Regions from separate parts of the Anser cygnoides genome. Here region 2 is linked to region 1. The links are chromatin contacts, called in public Hi-C maps. All regions are on one chromosome and are shown on one strand. Each heading gives the region's core, a stretch centred on a gene start, on an enhancer-like site or on the middle of the called end of the contact. The rest is flanking DNA. Distances are from core to core; before and after follow the strand shown.

Region 1 (3,872 bases), core at 976-3,475:
CCCAGCTCTCCGGAGTGGCACAGCAGGAGCCACGTGGAGGTTTCGGTACATAGGGCTCACAGGGGCATGAAAAGAAGCTGACCCTGCAGCGGAGGAGCATCCTCATTGCACATGCAGGCCATGGGACACTTACATGACTAAGAGCACCGTCAGAGGTGAATTAAAGCTGAGTCCTCCTACCCACGACGCGTACAAAGCACACACAAACAGGCTGCTGGCAGCGCCTGCTCAGGCTTTCTGCTCCTCTTTCTCCACTGCTCTCCAACCCCACAGCTGCACGGAGCACAAATCCACAGCCAGTCACAAAGACACATGTTTTGAGGCAAGTGCCAGCCGTGCAAAGGTGGAAAAAGGTGACACGCAGGGATAGTTTTCTGCCTCTGCAGCTGCTGTCCCACCAGAGCAGAACTGGAGGGTGCACTGGCATCCGCGAGATCACCAGAAGGAATTCTTGCAGCAGGAACAATGTGAGGAAAGCAAAAGCCTTCGGAAGGAGGGAAGATGGAAAGGGGGACACGCCTGCCTCAGCGCAAAGGGTTGGCAGAAGACAGCCCCACACCCTCCAGGGGGGATGCAGCGGGTCCCAGGGGGATGCAGTGGGTCCCACTGGTCTCAAAACCCCTCAGCATTCAGATCCAGGATCCTGAGCTGAACCGGTGGAAGAAGCCCCTGAGCTGCAGCCGGCTGTCCCTGTGTCCCTGGGGTCACAGAGGAGCTGTCCCCGTGGAGCTGCAGAGCACCGCTGGGACCCCTCAGGGGCAGGGCCCAGAAAGAGCAGAACGCCGGAGCGCCTGGACTTGAAGCGGAGCAAGAGAAAAGTGGGAAAAATTAAAGGAGGAAGAAAGGGGAACAACCCAAGACAAGCAGTGCCTAAGATTAATGTGAGCCTGTATTTTTTTGTGTGGCTGCCGTGGGGCAGAGCCTGCCCAGCTGCCCAGCGCCCTGTGCCTGCACACAAACACGCCTCGCCTCTCGCCTCGAGGCCCCGGTGACACCCAGCTTTCATCCTGCCACCCTCACGGTGCTCACACTGGCCACCAACAGCATGTGGTTTGACACCCAAACGCCCACTTGTTCTGACTCATTCCGTGAAGCCGACACGAGCACTTTCCTCCCGCAGGACCTGCGGCACGGGCTGCGCCCCGAGCCCCCGTCCCCTGGACGTAAGCACGGTGTGCCACCACGTCACAGCTGCCACGTGCCACATCCCTGCCATCCAAGCGCTGCTTCGGCGCTTCCCAACCTTCCCTGGCTGCCAGGGCTGAGATTCCCACCGGGAAGGGGCAGATCCCACCGGGAAGGCTCAGACTCCACCAGCACGGAGCCGATCCCTTTGGGAACAGCCAGATCTCCCTGGAGAGGGGCAGAGGCTCCGCAACGGCGCAGCTCCCGTGGCGGAGAGCCGGGTCCAGCCGAGGAGGGATTGATCCCACCGGCCAGCGGAGCAAATCCCATTGCAGAAGGCCAAATCCCATTGAGAAGCAGCACTTCTCCTTGGGATGGGCTCCCATCGGGATGGCACAGACCCCACGGGGAAGCACCACGCGGCTCCCTGACCCACCCGGGCGGGATGCCCACCCTGTGCCCGGTACCCCCGGTACCTGCGGGGTGCTGCAGGGCCGCTCGCAGAGCTCGGCAGGCTGCGGCACGGCACTCTCGGAGGGCTGCGGGGCTGCCGGGGCTGTAGCGAGCCCCCTGCACGGTTCCCGGGGCCGGGAAGTGGCGGCGGAGGGTGGCGTCCAGCACGGCCGCGTCCTCCCCGTCCCCCCCGGGCAGGAGGACACCGACGACGGCGGCGGGCGGCGGCCCCGGGGGGAGGCGGCCCCGCACGTCCCGCACCACCTCCCGCAGCCGTGCCCGGTTCCCTCGGCCCCTCGCCGCCCCGCCGCGGCACAGCACCAGCAGCAGCCCCGCCGCCAGCGCCCGCCGCCCTCCGCCGCCCCGCGACCGGCACCGGGAGCGGGAGGGGCAGCCCGGTATCGGTCCCGGTGTCGGTCCCGGTGCCGGAGGAGCCTCGTCTCCCAGCAAGTCTCGGGCGAACGAGGCCAAGGCGGAGGCCGCCGGAGCTCCCTCGGCCACCTCGGCCACCAGCAGCACCGCCCGCCGCCCGCCCGCCCGCTCCACCAGCGCCCGCAGCTCCCGCAGCTCCTCCGCAGCCTCCATCCTCCGCAGCCTCCTCCGCAGCCTCCGCCGAGCCCGGCCCGCAGCAGCGCACCGCCCCCCGGCCCGCCTCCCGGCACCGGGCCCGGAGCTCCGCAAGGGGCTGGCCCCATCCCAACCCCATCCCTTCCCACCCCAACCGGCCCCAAAGCATCCCCCCGGTCCCATCCCCCCCCCCCCCCCGGTGCGCCGAGGCCCCCGGCGAACTCGGGAGGTGCTGGAAGGCAGGTGAGAGAAGGTGGGAAGGGGTAGAGGAGGATGTGAGGGTCGCGAAGGGGGCGTGCATGAGGCACCGTGACTGCACGCCCCACGGGTGTAATGTGCACCCCCAGTGTGTGACACGCTGTGACACGGGGTGGCGGTGGGGTGGCCTCCGTGGGCACCTCGGGCTGTAGCCCACAGCTGGCTGTGCTATAACCGCGATAACACCACGCCGTGGGGAATAGCTAGCACCCCAAGGGCCATACCCACCCCACGGCTCACAGGTTCCCCAATTCCTGCACGAGCGCAAAGCCCCAGAAGCACCACAAAGCCAAGCTGCGTCCCCACCCCACACGCTGCACCTCGGGGTCCCTTCCCACGCAATCCCCCTTCGCTCCCCCTCTGCAAACACCGCATCCCCCCCCCAGCACAAACACAGCCCCTCAGCCCCACCGGCCCTGGGACACGTCCCATGGGAGCACAGGATGTTTGCAGGGGTAAGTGCGGGGCTATAATTAGGATTTCAGTGCTGGCACGTGTTTAACAGCCCTGGCACAGGGAAGAGGCCACGAGCGAGCTCTGCCAGCCGACAGTGAATGAACGCCACATGAGGGCCAGTGCAGTGCCCAGCCCCGGCGTTGGCACGCCTGGAGGTGAACCAGGAAGCTCTTACCCGCAGCACACGCGGTTAACACTTTCCCTATTCCGTGTCATAAACAGGTCCCAGACTCCCCCCAAACATTTAATAGCTCCCAGTTTGATAGGGAACGAATGGCTCAGAGGTGCCAGCGGCAGGCAGCTGCCCTTGCAGAGCACCTCTGTGGGACACGGAGGTCTCAGAGCGCCGAGGATGAAAGCAGAGCAGAAATCCATGCACCCACCCAGCCACCTGGGGTCTGTGATTGCCAAGAGGTGCCCCTAAGGTGGCAGAGCCAGCGTGCCCGCTCCCTGACTTTCCCCTTGGCCACCAGCAGCTCCTCAGTCACAGCCGAGGTGGGGCAGCTCAGGGAGGTCGCTGTGTGCCACCAGTTTTAAGCCAGGAAAATGCGTGGTCCAGCTACAACGGGCTTAGCAAACGCTGCCCCACGCCAGCACCGTGGGGCTGGACAGCCTGGGCAAGGGTTTCAGAGAGTTTCTGCCCTAGCTCTTAGTAAAAGTAACTTACTCATTGACTAGTGCTGATAACCAGGTTGGGGGAGATAAACCAGGAGGATTAGGGCCCTCTTCCAAAGATCAGGGTCTGTTGTTGCAAGAGGCTACGGTCCCGCGCCAGCGTGGGGATCCTGAGAGCAGATGTCAGCGTGCCAGGGCTACAGTCGGACACAGTTCAACAGCCAGGTCTGGCCTTAATGTTGCCCAGGTTTTGCATTTACAAGGATTTCCTCTCATCTGGTCAGAATCCTGCTCGTGGCCCTGCATTTTATCCGGGGGAGAAGAGCCCTGGGTGCAGTCAGCACCAGGAGCCGTGCCAGGAGCAGCATCAGGGCCATCAGGAAGGTGCAGGTCCCCAG
Region 2 (3,872 bases), core at 899-3,398, 780 kb before region 1:
CGTTGTTGGACCTGGTGGCTCAAGTCAGTTTGTTTTAAGACTTGCGTTAAATGAATTGCTTGCGTTCATTTTGGGGTGGGGGGACTGGATTCTTTCCCCCTCCAGGAAAGGTGAGCGCCAAGTGTTGCCTCCCAGCCCACGGGGTTTGCTGGCCTCTGCTTCGAAAATGCTTCTGACTCTCGGCTCCAGCCGTGCTCTTCCTGCTGCTGTTCGGGGCTGATGGCAGCAAATCCCAGGTCCGGAGCCAGGGCAAGTTTTGAGCCGGCCTTGTTTGTGTAAGAGCTGACATCCCACTGGGGCCAATCTGGGACTCGCAGCGCTAAAAGCATCAGCAGCTGCGGAGCTCAAGCTGTGCCTCCTTGGGCTGGTGGCACCGGTACCTTCATTTCCCCTAGAACAAACACCGGGGGAAACTCGTGACACGCTCGCTGGGGGGATGCCCACACCAGCATTTCCCTCCAGCAGCCCCAGCCACCACGGGGAGGGAGAACGATCTGCTCCAGCAAGGGGACACCAAAATGTAGGCAGGGTGCTGGCTCCCTCGGACGAAACGACGCTCTCTGCTCCTCTCTCCCAACACATTTTTCAACCGTTTTCGCACAACGGAGGTTCCCGTTCTTCTTTCCACGTAGGCACAGGATGCAGAGCCCTCGGGTTCAGCTCAAAACCAGCCGCCTCCAGAAGCGGCTCTGACCTCCTCGGCCCAGGGGCTGCCGGCTGCTGGGTCTTCTGCTGGGAACGATTCCAGGTCAAAGCCCTGAAATACAGCACAAGTGATTCACCTTGGAGCTTCAACAGGGTTTTTATTCTCTTCGCCGTTCTCACTTCGTCTTTTCTGCTAGTGCTGTTTGACAGCACCACTCAGTACCTGCGTGCTTATTTACCTCCACGTGCCGGGGCGGCTGATGCAGACAACGGTCTACTTAATGAGCATTCAGAGCCTTACTCTAAATCTTCTCCTACCTTACTCTAAATCTCCTCCTGCCTTAAAACCCCTTTGCTGGGACGTAGCATTTATAAAGCTCGAAGTGCACCTCGCAGCTTTTCCGCCAGTAAAATCCCAGCCAAACCAAGGTGAAATGGCATAAACGCGAGCGCTGGGGCACCAGCCGCAGGAAGATGCAATGGCCACGTGTGCTCGCGGCTGCTGTGCCTCTGCTCCCGTCCCAAAGCAGCAGGGCACCCGCAGCACGGCTGACTCCCATTTTTGCCGGAATCGGGGCAGGAGCTCCGCCGAAGCGGCCCTGGCAAGCCTCCCTGCCAGGCGAGCAGCGACTGCGGCGCAAACAGGCGCTTGTTACATAAACCACTTAAGGGAGGCATCGGCCAAAGCCGGCTGCTGGAAGGAGGATGTCAGATGAGGACAGGGTATTGAAGCAGACAACCCGAGCTGCTGCTGCTGAGGTTATTTACAGCCTTTCGGCAGGGGAGAGCGCGACACGGCCGCTTCCCCCGCTGCACGGCTGTAAATAACCTCACCAGCAGCAGCAGGTGACAATGCTGGTGCAAACCAACACCGGGGCAGCGCCCTGCGGCGAAACCTGCGTGGGGGGAACAGGGAGCCACCGCCACCACCCCGCAGCACCGCACCGCGGCCCCAGGCTCTGCGGGGGGACCTCCTTCCCAAACCACGCCGCCATCCGTCCCCCCCGCTCCACGCAGCGCGCGGTACCGCACTGCGTAGCATTGCGTTGCGTTGCACCGAGTTGCTCTGCGCACTGCGTTGCATTGCACACGCACGCATTGCATTGCACACACACACACACACACACATTGCACAAGCAAACATTGCATTGCACACGTGCATTGCACTATTGCGTTGCACACTTGCATTGGATCGCACATTCGCGTTGCATCGCACACGTGCAGTGCAGACTTGCAGTGCGCACGTGCATTGCATTGCATTGCACACTCGCATTGCACACTTGCACGCCTGCAGCCCCTCGGCGCGCGCCCCACCCGCCGCCCGCCGGCGAACGTTCCAGACCCCCCACGCTGCGGCACCAGCGGCGGGAGGCCGGGCTGCCGAAATGGAGGCAGCCCCCCCTCCCCGCCGGGGAGCATTCTGGGAAATGTAGTCCCCCGCCCTCTCCCCTCCCTCACGCCGCTGGGAGGTGGGCGCGGCGGGAAGGACTACACATCCCATGGGGCTCCGCGAGGGAGCTGCCTCCTCACTCCCCCCTCCCACCCCCCCCTTCTCGCCGCTCATGCGCCCTGGAGACGCCGGAACCGCTATAAGGGATGTGGTTGGGCTCCGCGGGCGCGGAGGGGCAGAGCTGCGGCGGGGGCAGGCGGCGGGCGGAGGTGAGGGGGGGGGAAAAGGGCCGGCACGGGGACTCCTCTGTGGGGCCGGGGGGGTCGCCGGTAGGGCCCGTCCTGTGAGGGGGGCGGCTGGGCAGGGTCCCCCTCGCACCCCTGAGGGGCTGGGGGTGGTCTCCGTGCCGGTTTTCCTGTCAGCTTCTGCCCCCCGGGAGGGCTGAGGGGTGCCCGCAGCGCCGCTGAGGTGGCTGCTCCCTGTGAGTGTCCGTGCCGAGCCCCAGCTCGGAGCCTCCTCGCACGGGCTGTTTGTCTCCACGGAGCGCAGGGTGACCGCCTGAGGTGGTGGGGGTCTGCTTGGCAGGGCTCTGCGCTGCTAAGCTCCTGGGTCTGTGCAGTTTTGGGCCTTTTTCAGGGAATTTCAGGGATTTTGGGGGATTTTCAGGGAAAACTTGGTCTTCTGAGACTAGTCCCTTAATATTTTACCTAAATACTGCAGTTATGGTTATGCATTTTGACATTCTAAATGAATATTTCACTGCTCTAAGCAGGGAAATAAGCTAATGCTCCGTTAGAGTCACTGTACTCTTTATCCACCTCAGGGTATGTTTAAACTAGTTCAGAAGAAGCTGGTCTTGCGTGGGCTCTCAAAGTCACATTATTAGTTCTATTTTTAACAAAGCTCCTTTGCAGTTGTTTCCTGACTTTATCTAAGCTTTAAAAGCAGTTGAGTAAAAGTAACTAGTGTGTTGGGCATGGCATGTAATGAAGTTGAATTTGGTTCTTTTCAGATTATTGAGGCGCAAATCCACGTGTAAACCCTGGCGTTTACAGAAGATGAAAGACATCGACATAGGAAAAGAGTACATTATACCCAGTCCTGGGTATAGGAGCGTGAGGGAGAGAGCCGACTCGGTGCAGCATGAAGAACAGGAAGGGTCAAAATTTCAGCATGCTAAACATAAGGTCAGTTTATTTTGTCATTGTTTTGCTGTCCGTGCTCATTAAATTACATGCAGCAGCCTTTTTGCTGTGCCAGCTCAGCATAGATTTACTACCTTGAAGGTCAATAATGAATATTCTCATTGGTGTGGGAGAGGTCATTTCAAGGCGTAGCGTAGCTAGCTACCTTAGTAACAAATTTGAGCGCTTATTAAACATTTTTAACTTAAACGTCACCTGACTAAAAGCAAAATACACTTTTCCTACTATTCAAATTTCAGTTTGAATCCAGATATTGTAAGCTGTTGTAGTTAAGAGAATCATTATAACCACGTAAGAACAGTGAAGAGCTCAGCACAAATCACACACTATTCAGTGTTGGCAGCTGAAAAAATTCTTAATCATGCCATGTTTTTCTCAAGGATTATTTCTGAGACAGATGTCTAGCTTGCTCTAGATGCAAGATCCTTACTTTTTCCATCTGGATGGAAGTAATCTGTATTGAATACTGTTTTTTATGCATCTGTACATTTTATGTGGTGTGGTACAGTCATAATTACTTTCTGTAATTTAAGAGCTTGATCTTGAAATAACTACTGGCTTACAGCTTGTATGTTGTTCTCAACATCTAATTTTTAAAGCTTGTTCCCACTGAAAGAGTGCATGCATTAGAA

The links. A called contact is a pair of places that touch in the nucleus more often than the background predicts.
Region 2: a contact with region 1 is called in a Hi-C map of liver, with 7 times the contacts expected there. The contact joins the promoter of ABCC5 here to the promoter of C9H2orf72 in region 1. A contact is called at or near these places in 2 of 7 Hi-C or Micro-C datasets (both in liver).

Annotation. Positions count from the first base shown.
Region 1 is chr9:16,743,616-16,747,487 of Taihu_goose_T2T_genome, reverse strand. C9H2orf72 (chromosome 9 C2orf72 homolog) reads right to left here and starts at 2,225. Exons shown (of 3, transcript XM_048076852.2): 1 at 1,602-2,225. The coding sequence starts at 2,163.
Region 2 is chr9:17,519,402-17,523,273 of Taihu_goose_T2T_genome, reverse strand. It overlaps ABCC5 (ATP binding cassette subfamily C member 5), which reads left to right and starts at 2,148. Exons shown (of 40, transcript XM_048076749.2): 1 at 2,148-2,304; 2 at 3,048-3,222. The coding sequence starts at 3,094.